2 separate regions of the Mus musculus genome follow, and region 1 is linked to region 2. The links are chromatin contacts, called in public HiChIP or PLAC-seq maps. All regions are on one chromosome and are shown on one strand. The core of a region is the stretch at or near the end of the contact, and the rest is flanking DNA. Distances in the headings are between cores, read along the strand shown.

Region 1 (4,305 bases), core at 400-2,899, 190 kb before region 2:
ATTTCATGTTACAGTCCTAAGATGAACTCTACTAAGCTGAATTCACAAATAATACACAAGCTAGAGCCCTAGGTACATGCATGTGTGTGTGTAGCAAAAAGGACAACATCTGGAACCAGATGCAGCTTTGCCCCCTGCTCTCAGTGTGATCCTATGTGTGTGACTGACCTTCTGTCTGTCTGTTGTCATTCTGTCACAAAAGGCTAATAACAGTCCTTCTATCACAGAGCTGGTGAGAGGAACAAGTAAAATAAAGCAGATAAACAATGTGTAGCCTTAAGCACTCAATTAATGGCAGCTTCAAAACATAATGTATTCACTATTCCCAGACCCCCGCCCCCAGACCATTTGAGAAAACGCACAAATGTCCAGAACGCAGGCTCTTCACTTGTTGGTTTTTGTGTTTTGAGACAGGGTGTCCCTTTGTTGCCCAGATTGCCTTGAACTCAATTTGTGGCCTCAACTATTTATGTACGATAGTTCCCTCATCATTCCTCAACCTCTCTAGTGCTTAGCTTACGAGCTGTGCCACCACAGGAGCCAGGCTTCTTCGGGAGGAAAAGAAGAAGAAAAAAAAAAAAAAACAAGATCCAAAGTGAGGCTCTGGCTGTTTGTTCTAGAATGAATCTTCATAAATGTACTAAAGTTAATATGAATATTTCATTGGGTGTGGTGGCTTATGCCGGTCATCTCAGCACTAAGAAGGCTGAGGTAAGCAGCTACATATTGGAAACCTTGTCTCAAAAACTATTCATACACTTTGCTATAGAGTATCAATGTGTTTGTTTCGGATGTTGTCTCAGACCAGCTGAAAGGGTTGTGTAAATTCTCAGTCATGCGGTACCTCTGGTTTTCCTACAGTTAGCAAACACACACACAGACTCATATTCCTGTCAGTAGAACAAGGTTAAGGTCTTTTCCCCTTAGTCAGAGTTAATTTTCGTATTACAAATCTCAATATAGTTCTAAGAAATTGAGAATTTCAAACCCGTAACTCCAGGATTAGCGGGTAGAAAAGGTACTGAGCTTGGAATCAAGCCTGATGCTTGACTTCTACCAAGCTGTCAACTTCTGTGTCATTATCTCCAGGGCAATGCCTAGCAACAGCTCCTGGCCTTTAGTATGCCCTTCATAAATAAATATCGAATAAACTCAAATGAGGTGGTCTTTTATTCGCACGTTCTGATTCCGTTCTTCCTCTTAGTCCATCCGCAGTCAGGCGACAATAGTAGTCGATGGGGGAGAAGACCAGACATGATACAGCACAGAGCCGTAGGGATGTGAAGGGCCCTAAACTACTCAAGCTCTTCTTTCGATTGCCCTACAGGGAAGGTGGACCTTAGTCCTACCCTAGGATTGAACATCGATGGTCCCTCCCTTTAAAAGAGAAGCTGTGGGTCTCTCCATCTTCTTTGAACTGTCTTCTCCGACATCAACTCTCCCAACATAAAACCTTTAACCATGGAAGGCTACCAGCATCTCCAGCGGGGCGCAGAATCTGCGCTGGCCTGGAGCGCCAGCTAGTCCGCTAGCCCCCGCCCCCCGCTCTGGAGGACCGTGGGTGGACGCTCTGGCAGCACGCCTCTCGCTGGTCCGGGCGGAGGTGGGCGGAGCCAGCGCCACCCGGGCTGGGGAAGCCGAGGGTGGGGACACTCTGGCCCGGCTCTCGGTGGTGCGGGAGCAGCGGCCGCTCTGGTCGGCGGACGTGCTGCTGAGCAGTCCCGGAAGCGAAGCAGCGATGGCGGAGAGTCCGACTGAGGAGGCGGCGACGGCGACGGCTGGCGCCGGGGCGGCGGGCCCAGGGTCGAGTGGTGTTGCCGGTGTGGTCGGCGTTAGCGGGAGCGGCGGCGGGTTCGGGCCGCCTTTTCTGCCGGATGTGTGGGCGGCGGCGGCGGCGGCGGGCGGGGCCGGGGGACCGGGGAGCGGCCTGGCTCCGCTGCCAGGACTCCCGCCCTCGGCCGCTGCCCACGGGGCCGCGCTGCTTAGCCATTGGGACCCCACGCTCAGCTCGGACTGGGACGGCGAGCGAACCGCGCCACAGTGTCTACTTCGGATTAAGCGGTGAGCCGGGGGTTTTTCCTCCCTCACCCCGGAGCTCCAGGGCTCGACCTTCCCCGCCCCCCACCTTTCCCCATCGGGGCTCTCTCCCGCCTCACGTCTTCCAGGCCCAAACCCTGCGGGCCTCTCTACTGACGGGGGCCTTAAGTGTCGCCCTTTCCCTCCCTCCCGCCCTCTCAGCGCCCGGCCCTACAGCCCAAACAGATCCGCGATTGCCCTCGGGCCTACCCCGCCCCTTAGCGACCTCCGGTGAGCCCTGCAGCTCCGTTCCGGATGCCTTATCCCTACCCCCTCCCGTTCACCCGAAACCTGACCCTTTTGCTCTTCTGTAACGCTCGGTCCCGCCCTTCGCACTTCCCCTCTAACCTACCCCACCAGCTTACCTAAAGGCTGCCCTCAGGCCCCACCCATCAGTTCTCCATCTCTTCTGGAGTCCCCGCTTGGAACATCCTCTACCTGCATTGCCCAGTTGCAGACTCGAGTCAGTCTTCCTTTTTACCTTTCCTTACCTCGTTTCCCCACCATATGGCCCTTTCCACGGGTCTAGAGAGCCTCCCTGACTTTCCAGATCATTTCTTGAACCCCCTTTCCAATCACCCCAAAACTGTCCCTCACACCTGTCCCTGAAACTCTGCGTTCCTACCATCTCTCACTATCACTCTGGATTGTAACATCTTAGTCAAGAACTTTTTTCCTATTATTTACCCCCAAGGTTGTCTGGTTTACTTTTGTAAAGCAGATGTACTCCCTTCAAATACAGGAACAAAAGGCCTAGGGCCTGTCTGTGCTTGTGTCTTGGGTGACCGATCTTAGATCGTATCACTTCATAGATAAATATGTTTTGCAAAAGTGCTCACTTAGTATGGTACCAATTGCATGGCAAAAGATAAGACTGTTGAGCTATTAATTTTGAAACTTGTTTCCTGGTGACCAGACTTAGTCTTTTCATCTTAGCCTCTTATCTGGCTATTATCCCAAACATTCCAAGTCCCCTCAGGTGTCTGCCCGGCTACATATTTTCCAAGTTTTTAATAAAAAAAAACTACACCATGCACGTAAAGTACCTGGCACAGTGCCGGACGTAGAACAACTTCACAGTTATTGCCACCCCTAACTTAACTCCTTAGCTGTTTGATTCTCTTAGTCTGGATACAGCTTTGAGTTTGGCCTGGACGAACTTCTTTGTTCGGCTACCCTTCTGTGTCCCCAGACTTCCTCATAATTGACTTCTTCTGAGCCAGTTCTCAACTGATCCATTCTAGTTGATTACTGACCCAGAAGTTTCATTCATCCTAGTTACTAAATGTCATCTTTCAGAGATGAGATTCTGGTTATTTCAGAGGATTCCCTTTTCCTCAAAACAACTATCCTATTAGTTTCCTGGACACACAGGTCATGGTAGACTTGCTCCCGCTGGCTTCATGCTGTCTCCTTACCTTACCAGCAAAGCGAACCCATATGTTTTATGGAGTAAGTTTTGTAGTGAATGGAATGAAGCCCTCCCAATTGAGAAAATCTCTGTGTTCAGTTGTAGTACCTGGGAATCTGGGAGATGGGAAGTAAATGAGTTTTCATGTGGGAAGAAGTGACAGTATATAGGATGTGACTTTTCCAGGGTGACATCTGATACCATTGGGATGTTGGCTTATTTTTCCTCTCTGAGTCCCCCCCCCCTCCCCAGGAAACAATGACCCTTTGATAATAATTTGCTCTCTGCCTGCCTGACAAGTATTCAGCTGAGATTTCTCAGCCAAGGAGACAGTGCAAACATTTTCAGTACCAAGCACCACTTTCTCAAACCCTGGGCTCACTGAGGTGATAATAGTTGTCCCCCTCAAGGGATTTCCCTCTTCCTCACTCCTCCTACCTCCTCTTGGTGTTATACAGGGATATCATGTCCATTTATAAGGAGCCTCCTCCAGGAATGTTCGTTGTGCCCGACACTGTTGACATGACTAAGGTAGGTAACTTGATGGGGGAAGGGGCAGGGGAATTATGCAAAAATTGGGCCCATAAAATTGAAAAGACCTAAAAAATATTAGTTCAGCTCTTCTCTCTGATTTTACCGATGAAGAAATCAAACCCCCAAGAAAGTAAGTGGCTGGTTATATATGATGAGAGTTAGTGCAGAATTTTAAATAGGTCTGTTGTTAGGGTACACACAGGTATTGTTAGGCTTAGAAAATCCTCAGATTGACAAGCTGTACCTCTTGTTCCAGTTTAGCTATTAACAGACCACTCTTTCCT
Region 2 (3,973 bases), core at 1,052-3,551:
GTTCAATGTCCCCCCTAATTTTCCACATTCCTTCAAAAATATGGTCAGGTATGTCATATCCCATGAACATGATACCAATCTCGGTCTTAGTTACTTTTCTATGGCTGTGATAAAACACTATGACCAGGGCAACTGAGAAAAGTGTTTATTTGTGCTTAAGTTCCAGAGGGTTAGAGTCCCTGGTGGCAGAGCAAAGGCATGGTGGCAGGAACAGCTGAGTGCTGCATCTTTTTTGTTTGTTTGTTTTTTGTTTTTATTTGTTTGTTTTTCAGGACAGGGTTTTTTGTATAGCCCTGGCTGTCCTGGAACTCACTTTGTAGACCAAGCTGGACTCTAACTCAGAAATCTGCCTGCCTCTGCCTCCCGAGTGCTGGTATTAAAGGCGAGCGCCACCACACCCGGCATGAGTGCTGCATCTTAAAAGCAAGAGGCAGAGAGCACACTGGGGAGGGTGAGGAGCTGTTTTTTTTTGTTTGTTTGTTTTTGTTTTTCGAGACAGGGTTTCTCTTTATAGCCCTGACTGTCCTGGAACTCACTCTGTAGACTAGGCTGGCCTCGAACTCAGAAATCTGCCTGCCTCTGACTTCCGAGGGTGTGGAGCTTTTGAAGCCTCAAAGCCTGGCACAGTGACACACTTCCTGCAGCTAGGCTACACCTCCTAATCCTTCCCAAACAGTTCCACCGACTGCAGACCAAGAATTCAAATATATGAGCCCTGGGAGGCTGTTCCCATCCAAACTGCCACACAGGGTCAAGGTGAAGGCCGTGGGATGAGTCAGAGACAAACTTTTTTTTAAAAGACTTTATTTATTATTATAGTAAGTACACTGTAGCTATCTTCAGACACACCAGAAGAGGGAGTCAGATCTTGTTACGGATGGTTGTGAGCCACCATGTGGTTGCTGGGATTTGAACCCTGGACCTTCGGAAGAACAGTCGGGTGCTCTTACCCACTGAGCCATCTCACCAGCCCCCAGAGAGACAAACTTTTTGTTTGTCTCTTTTGATACAAGATCTCTCACTACTGCACCCTGACCAGCCTAGAATTTGCTCTGTAGCTTCAAACTCAGACAGCAGAGAGCTGGAACCAAAGACATGTGCCACCAAACTGAGCTACAATAAACATTTTAAAACCACTTAAACAGTGATGGTACCTAGTTGATGATGGATAAAATCCTCAGCCAAGGAGTTGTACTCCAATAAGAGAAAAAAACCCAGATCCAAAGCCTGGAAAACTCCCTCAGATGTCAGAGGGTAGAGGACCAGGAGTGAGTGACAGACAGATGTCAGTAGCAACTGCAGCAGGGAGCAAGGCAAAGTGCCATGTTGTGGCATAACTGTTGTGCCAGCTATTTGGGGGGTGGCAGTGTGTGTGGCAGGAGACAGAAGGATCTTTTCAGCTCTGGAGTTCAAGGCTGCTCTGGGCAACATAGTGAGACCTCAGAGACCTTGTTGAAAGAGGAGGAGGAGGAAGAAGAGGAAGAGAAAGAGAAGAAGGAGGAGGAGAAATAATAATCTCTCTCTCTCTCTCTCTCTCTCTCTCTCTCTCTCTCTCTCTCTCTCTCTCTCTCTCTCTCTCCCTCTCCCTCTCTCTCTATGACAAGAGTTTCTCTGTGTAGCCCTGACTGTTTTGGAACTCACTCTTAGACCAGGCTGGCCTAGAACTCACAGAGATCTGACTGCCTCTGCCTCCCGACTACTGGGATAAAAGGTATGCGCCACCACTGCTCGGCTCTAGAAGAAGTCTCAATGAACAATGTTCCCTAAAGAGAAAGAGATGTTTGCAGGAATGAATCCTTTAAATCCATGAGTCTTTAGGTCTTGAGGGGAAACGTGGGGGAAGGGCGTAGCTGTATCTATTACCTTTACAACCAGCCTTATCCTGTCCTAGCTCGCTCTGCCCCCTGCTGGCCATCCTGAGTACTTGCCTTTCCTGTGAATGGATTTTTCTCCATCCGTGGCATTTAGAATCTTTCAGGGTTTAGAGGATGGGAGACTAAGGAGTTACAGTCAGGTGGGAATAACGTTTTATTGGGTAGGATAAAGGGCTTCTAGAGATGGATAGGGATGGCTGACAGCTGTACAACAATATGTGTGTGCTTCTAATGTCATGTCTAGGTCATCCTGAAAGCTTCTCTGGGGACACTGAACACCCTTGCTGATGTGCCAGATGATGAGGTTCAGGGCAGAGGCCAGAGGCAGCTGACCATTTCCACCAGACATCGGAAGGTCCTGAATTTCATCCTTCAGCATGTGACGTACACCAGCACAGAGTACTATCTCCACAAGGTGGACACAGGTCTGTCTTCTGATCACAAACTGCTGGAAAAGAGCATCACTCCCTCTCAAAACCTTCCCCCAGGACGCTTCCTGTGTGCGCCCTCTCAAAACCTTCCCCCAGGACGCTTCCTGTGTGCGCCCTCTCAAAACCTTCCCCCAGGATGCTTCCTGTGTGCGCCCTCTCAAAACCTTCCCCCAGCATGCTTCCTGTGTGCCAGTTTCTGAGCCTCGACAATTACCTGCCTATTTACTGCACCCAATAGAGTCCCCCACTGCCACTGACCCCAGAGCGACTTGAGAAAGATCCCTGACACTGCTCACCTTGCACACATGAACACAAAGCCAGTGTCCTGCCACTGTGGCCAATACCCAAGACAGCATAGAAAAAGAAAGGCTCTGGCTCACAGCCTTGGAGGCTCCATTCCGTGGTGACTCGGCCCTTGTGGCGAGGCAGCATAGTATGGTAAAGCTTCCTACTTTACAGCTAGGAAGCGGCTGATCCTACTGTCACCTTAAAGGCATTCCCAAAGGGACCTGAACACCTCCCATCATATCCTAGTTTCTAAGGGATCCACCTCCTAGTGTCACAACAGTGGCTTATGCCTACACTATACCGACCTTTAGGGACACTGATCCAAACCACAGTACCATCCCATTCTGTCTGTTACTGATGGAGTTTTGTTTTGCTTGATACAGGCTCGTAGATAGCCCAGGCTAGCTTCAGACTCTGAACTTGTGTGTCTCCAGTTTCTACCCCCTATGCACTGGGATAACAGTCAAATGAACCTCTAAGTACAGTTTATGTGGTGCTGGGAATCAAATCCAGGCCCTTCTGTGTGGTAGACAACCACGCTGCCAAGCCAGTTACATACCTAGTCTTATTGTTTCTTGAGATGCTCTCGCGTAAGCCAGGATTTTCCAAACTCTCTTACATGTTTGTGGCTGGCTTGCCTTGAGCTCCAGATTCCCCCTTTCTTCTCTCAAGCTTTGGGGTTACAGGTGTGTACACCCCGCACTCTGTTATTTTTTTGTTTGTTTATAAGTTCATCCATTTGTTGAGGCAGGATCTTGTATGTGTCTCAGGCTGGCCTCAAATTCTCAATTCCTATGCCTCAGGCTCCATAATGTCGAAATCACAGCCATACATCACTATGTTTGGCTGGCCTTATCCAGTCCTGTTAGCTGTTCTCTGCAGCTATTTATTTCACTTATTTTATTAGTGGGGGGGGGGCATGAACATTTCACAGTAGTCATATGGAAGTCAGAAGTCACCTTGGAGGGGTTTGTTCTCTCCTACCACATGAATCCCAGGGATCAAACTCAGGCCATTGGGTTTAGCAGCAAGCCCCTTTACCTGCTGAGCCACTTTGACGACCCCTCTGGAACTTTTAAAGCTGCTTCAGCTTCTGTTGAGGTGGCGACTCTTGCCTAACCAGTGTGTGCATCAATATCTCGTGAGCATTCCTGCAGAGAGAGAATGTGGCCAGTTTCAAGGATATGAACTTGTCTTTCCAACCCCCCCACACCCATTACAGAAACTCCTGGGAGGACAAATCTTACCACCCTCACTTTTTGTCTTTTCCTTTGTGAGTTGCTCCACGGCACAGCAACGGGGGGGGGGGGGGAAGAAATGTAATATGCACAAATGAAAGTTCAGCTTGGCTGGTAGAGTACTTGCCTAGCAATGCACAGA

What was found. HiChIP or PLAC-seq counts read pairs in DNA pulled down with a chosen protein or histone mark.
Region 1: an H3K4me3 HiChIP or PLAC-seq map of the SCID.adh cell line shows a contact between it and region 2, with 5 times the contacts expected there. The contact joins the promoter of Ube2z here to the enhancer-like site in region 2. A contact is called at or near these places in 13 of 39 promoter capture datasets (the 3T3-L1 cell line, 3T3-L1-derived adipocytes, the C10 cell line and 7 more), 4 of 484 Hi-C or Micro-C datasets (the C2C12 cell line, cerebral cortex, embryonic fibroblasts and 1 more), 22 of 115 datasets of contacts at active chromatin or transcription factors (the SCID.adh cell line, T-cell acute lymphoblastic leukemia, astrocytes and 13 more) and 3 of 9 other capture datasets (adipose tissue, liver and macrophages).

What each region holds. Positions count from the first base shown.
Region 1 is chr11:96,062,708-96,067,012 of GRCm38.p6, reverse strand. Ube2z (ubiquitin-conjugating enzyme E2Z) reads left to right here and starts at 1,649. Exons shown (of 7, transcript NM_172300.3): 1 at 1,649-2,061; 2 at 3,946-4,018. The coding sequence starts at 1,739.
Region 2 is chr11:95,874,424-95,878,396 of GRCm38.p6, reverse strand. It overlaps B4galnt2 (beta-1,4-N-acetyl-galactosaminyl transferase 2), which reads left to right. Exons shown (of 11, transcript NM_008081.3): 6 at 2,119-2,299. Among named protein-coding and RNA genes, the nearest start is that of n-TQttg6, 17 kb to the right of the region's middle. Within about 2 kb of position 2,301, at least 33 of the 459 cell types and tissues checked have an H3K27ac peak or open chromatin away from gene starts, as enhancers often do. A contact at or near this core is called in the C2C12 cell line, the SCID.adh cell line and embryonic stem cells, where this site is marked.